Linked DNA regions of Bombyx mori: region 1 is linked to region 2. Evidence: chromatin contacts called from public Hi-C data. All regions are on one chromosome and are shown on one strand. Each heading gives the region's core, a stretch centred on a gene start, on an enhancer-like site or on the middle of the called end of the contact. The rest is flanking DNA. Distances are from core to core; before and after follow the strand shown. Region 1 has its middle 8.7 kb from the start of LOC101736839. Region 2 has its middle 44 kb from the start of LOC101736839.

Region 1 (2,700 bases), core at 10-2,509, 53 kb before region 2:
CAGTTCCCAATCTCCTCAATTACCCGGTTCGAAGCTCTCACGAGACAATCTCAATCGGAGACCAACTTAACCAATCAATCCCTTAAGTTTATTAATAAACCACGAAATGGTTAAACTAACGCTGTAAAATAAAGTCTAAAGAGACGACAGTCTTTAAAGTTATTAACGACCCGTTTTAACGGTCCGCAATAATAAAAATGTAATTAATTTTATGACTTCATTATTAACGGGCCATAAAATCGTTAGTGTGTAGGTACTTCCCGTCGATACCGGAGGATGGTTAAAACTTTATTTAATAGGAAAATTGGAAAGAGCCCGTTCGCTCAATCTCGATAAGAAAATATACAGTTATTAATTAGTATTATTATTTTCTATTTTTAATTTTTTATTGCTTAGATGTATGGACGAGCTCATAACCCACCTGGTGTTAAGTGGTTACTGAAGCCCATAGACATCTACAACGTAAATGCGCTACCCACCTTGAGATATAAGTTCTAAGGTCTCAGTATAGTTACAACAGCTGCCCCACCCTTCAAACCTAAACGCATTACTGCTTCACGGCAGAAATAGGCAGGGTGGTGGTACCTACCCGTGCGGACTTACAAGAGGTATTACCACCAGTAAGCGTCACGTAGCGATCTGTTTCAGTTAACAATGAGCTATTCCTTTAGCTGATTTTAATCTTAATAATGATATGAACACAGTTAGATGTCCAGTGACATCTTCATCTTTTATTGTAGGATTTAATTTCTATACCATTTAATAATTTTTATACCATCTAATAATACCATTTAATAAGTTACAGCTTTGGGGAATGGCCAGCATTAACCATGTCGAGATCCTTGAAAGGTTTAAAAAATACAACTATAAGAACAATGCTAAGAATACCGCATTACATAAGCAACAATATCAAACTGACCTAAATATTCTCACAGTGAAAGAGGAAATTATCGCTTACAGCAAGAAATACGATTTTTTTATTACTTAGGTGGTGGTCGAGCTCAAGCCCCACCCGGTGTTAAGTGGTTACTGGAGCCTATAGAAATCTACAACGTAAATTCCGCCACCCACCTTGAGACATCAGTTGTATGGTCTCAGTTTTCACAATCGGTTTTAACAATACAACGGCTTCCGCACCCTTTAAACCGAAACGCATTACGGCTTCACGGCAGAAATAGGCAGGGTGACGATACCTACTCGTGTGGACTCATACAACGCCCCACGATCGGTTATTACTACCATATTCGGTGTTAAATTTCGACTAGAAATATTTACCTACAGACTATGGCAGCATTAACTAACACAGTATTATAGTCTGTGGTCAACTGCTTTTAATTTTGGCGGGTTTTTTGTTTAGAAACAAAGTGTCTTTGTCAAGTGTTTTTAATTTTGGTTAATGTTAATGCTGCCCATAGTCTGTCGGTGAACATTTGCAGTCGCCACAAGTACATCTAGTACGTTTGCATTATAAATGTTCTATGGCAAGAATAAAATTGACTTTTTAGCGGGAACTTGACAAAAACTTTATTGTTCATTGGAGACTCGTTAAATTCTCCCCATTAAAACTGAGTATAAGAGCTTGCAGGCTTAAGCTGAAATAGTTATCATAGCCAATCTATATATTAATACGTGAAGCAAAAACTTTGTATCCCTTTTTACGAAAATCGCGCGGACGGAGGAGTATGAAATTTTCTACACTTATAGAGAATATAGAGAAGAAGTGCACAATGCCTATTTTTTTTTTTTAAATAATGCATAAAAGATACATTAAATCAATAAAGAAAACATTACACACACTACATACCATGTATTTGACGCACACACGCATGCACACTATTTATTGTCAAACTTTTGTTCTTGACGTCTGTTGTCAAATTGAGAATAGATTCAATATTGTTTGTCTTTAGTTATATTTTTTATAGTGTAGTCTTGGCGAAATTTTTGATTATAGAAGTATAAAATACAATCATAATAGTGTACAAACTTACAATTCCAATTAATTATAGTCGAATTTCGACTACTGCGGGACCTCTAGTAGACATTAAAACGAAGTCGCTAATCAACTGTGTAGATTCCTCTCTCGATATCCTGGATAAAACATGTAGTTTAATAGATCGAGAAACGAATGGCGATAAAAAAAAAATAGATAAAAATATATTATTTTTATGTCACCTGGAAAATTACCAAGACACAATTTTCCTCTACTTTCATATCTAAACATATAAATCGCAGGTAGCGGCCTTATATTGTGAAGGTCGCAAAGAAACCGTGGTGTTCGGTTAGTTTACGAAATAGACCATACATCTTGCTTAATTGACATTATCTGCTTTGGCCAGCAGGCGCGTTTTTCTTTTTATTTTTAGCTTCCTTTTTACACATGTCGCGGAACGCACGATAAAGCCGGCGAGCTCTTTAATGTCCCGGTTTTTGTTTTTGTTTGAGCGTTCGTTTGTGTTTCGATTTGATAGCCTTGAGAGGCTATTCCAGCGTAACCCTAACTAGTAGATGAACTCACGAGGCTCAAACCTGATGACGTTGCTAACACGAACCCTAGCAAGAGCCGTGCTTCGCAGAATCTACCACCGGATCGGAAACGCGACCCACTGAGAAGATGCGGCGAGAAACTCAGTGGGCTGTGTCTGAGAGTTAATTTACTCGTCGAGCCCTTCGTCGCAAGCGACGGGTTCGACAAGAACGGTG
Region 2 (2,700 bases), core at 166-2,665:
CCCACCCTTCAAAAAAGACGCATACTCTGCGGCTGTGGTAGGCAGGATGGTATCAGCATAGGCGCCGCTAATCACTACATAGTATAAAACAAAATCGCTTTCTCTATCCCCATATCCCTATGTATGCTTAAATCTTTAAAACTACGCAACGGATTTTGTAGCGGTTTTCTTTACTAGATAGAGTGATTGAAAAAAAAGGTTTATATGTATAATAACATCCATGAAATAGTGGAGAAATCAATAATAAATTACAGTTTCCGAAGCGAAGCGAGGGCGGGTCGTTAGTATACAATATAACTTATACATATTTATAAATTTATTTGAAGTAATTGTGGCCTAAATAACAAGATTCTCGGTGCATTCAAATGGAGTGATGTGAATGTGCCGGTCCTCGAATTCCCTCGGTAGTTTCCTATTTTTCTAATGAAATACGTATTTAACTGATGAAAATAACATCGTGTAATAAAAATCAAACCTTTAATAGTTTTAGTTTGCATAATGTATGCATGGTGGAAGGGTGTAAAAGCAAACCCGCAATCATTATAATTTAGCATAATGGCCACATGACGTAAAGACGTCTTGTAAAAAAAAGTTAATGAGTGTTTTTTTATAAAACCAATGTCATTTCTTTATCGTGAAAGTAATTCGTAAACACGATGGTGAGTGTTTACCGTCACTCATGGACTTCAGCAATGCCTGGGGCAGCGACAAGCCACTGCCTACCGTTGAATACTGTCCACAAGCCTCGTTTGAAAAAGAACAAGTCATAGCGTTCGGAAACACCGTGGAGGGGAGCTCATTCTAAATCCGGATGGTAAGTGGCAAAAAAGATCTCTGGAAACGCACTGTGTATGAACGCAGTGGCTCCAGGTAGTATGGGTATGAGCTAAAACTGTCTGGCCATTTCTGAAAAATTACATCTCATGTAAATCACCACAGTACGTCTCCAGTTATTTTATTTGCCTCGTACCATTTTTTATGATTGAGGGATTACTGGTGTCCCGGAGGCCTTTCCAGTTTCACCAGGAGAGGTGGGCGAGCAAGGGCTCTGCCAGGAGGGATGGAATTTGATAACAGCTACCCGAGTGCCTTCAAAGGAGACCTAACAGCTCAAGAGCAGCTGCTTCGCGTGTGAATCTAGTACAGGATTGAAATCGCGACCCACTCAGAAGGTCCAAGAAGAAAGTCAGCCGGTTGATCTTCAGGTAAGGTTGCTGCCTTGTTCCACTGTGTGTATTTTAAAATTACAGTAAAAGTCCTAATATCCTTTTTCAAACATGTAGTCTGCTTTCAATACGAGCAAAGTAATAAAAAATTGGATTACTTTTAATCAAGTGAACCCTAAACAAAAAAGGATGTATACATCACCGGTCCTAACAGTACCTCTTCAATGAAGAGAAAATGGCCACCCATTTTCTGTTATTGACATAAAATACTCAATGACGTTTGAAGATCATGGGAATGCCGCCTTAGCTGTAGAGTTTTTAAATGCCAATATCCTATAAAATCGATTTTGGTGCTTAAGGCATTATCAGTGAAATAAAGATGGAGCTCGATAAGGTTTTTCAAGCGAAGATATGCTTTAAACCTAAGCTTTACAGGCGAATTTCGTGTATCATAAGCTCACAACTTTTTGTCAAGCATTTCAAATGTTATTCGTTTTTTTTTTCTAAAAACGTTACTTTTTTTTCTTCTTTTAAAATTTCTGATTGAAATCCTAATTAGGGATCTGGTTTTTCATGTATCTCTAACCCTGAAGCAGATGGCGTGATGTTAATCTGAAATGAGATAATAATAACACAGTGTTTATTTAAATTAACAACATGGATTTGCTCAGCTGTTCTTAGTTTTCTAAAGGTTCCCCATTCTAAATCTTTAAGCCTAGCTTTGTTCTGCGTTACGTGGGACCAAGAGGCCGTAGCCCAATCAGATGGTCTGATCAAAATCGCTGAGTTTTCGACATGAAGCTACCCGTGATGCCAAGAACAGACACAGATGGAGGAGCATCGTTAAAGAGAAATTAATCTCTCGTGAGGGAAAATCAGGTACCTCAGTAATAAAGAAGACACCAGAAGATAGAAGATTCACATCAGAAACCCGAGACAAGGGCATGTATATCCCCGATCCTGAACAAACAAAAATATAACAGACTAATAATCTAAGGACTAAGGATCGCTAGTAATTAGACCAACGAGACCTTAATGGCTTACTTAATTATTTAACAGATTCCCTGAGCATACCAACGAAAGCGTAAATAGGTGATGGACGCAAACTTTTAAAACATTGCTTTATATTACAGCGTAAGACTTTTCTTCTTCTTCTTCTAAGCGTTTTTCCGGTCTAGTGCAAGGGTCCGCTTTCCTACTTGAACTCCCCCACTTTGCCCGGTCTGAAAATCCTTCTGGGTGAGGTTATTCTCCTCCATATCCGCCTTTACCACATCCAACCAGCGTTAATTGGGTCTACCGCGGGATCTTGGGCATGGTACGGAGAGATTGAGTGTGGTCTGTCTTCAATTTCAGCAATGGATACCTTACAATCAGTTAAAAAAGCGTAAAATACTAGCCTAACATTTATTTTAGTCGGCAAAAACAGTATACGTCAGATACATCGTCCCATTTGTTAATGAGTATTCGCATAGATAGACAAATTTGCAAGTCACATGAATGATTAGAAGTGAACAGTGAAGAATTAATTAGT

What was found. Hi-C and Micro-C count contacts between places; a contact is called where the count stands out from the background.
Region 1: a contact with region 2 is called in a Hi-C map of midgut, with 1.9 times the contacts expected there. The contact joins two enhancer-like sites. A contact is called at or near these places in 3 of 7 Hi-C or Micro-C datasets (middle silk gland, midgut and posterior silk gland).

Annotation. Positions count from the first base shown.
Region 1 is chr24:3,766,365-3,769,064 of ASM3026992v2, reverse strand. No RefSeq gene overlaps it. Among protein-coding and RNA genes, the nearest start is that of LOC101736839, 8.7 kb to the right of the region's middle. Within about 2 kb of position 1,259, at least 1 of the 8 cell types and tissues checked has open chromatin away from gene starts, as enhancers often do.
Region 2 is chr24:3,713,761-3,716,460 of ASM3026992v2, reverse strand. No RefSeq gene overlaps it. Among protein-coding and RNA genes, the nearest start is that of LOC101736839, 44 kb to the left of the region's middle. Within about 2 kb of position 1,415, at least 2 of the 8 cell types and tissues checked have open chromatin away from gene starts, as enhancers often do.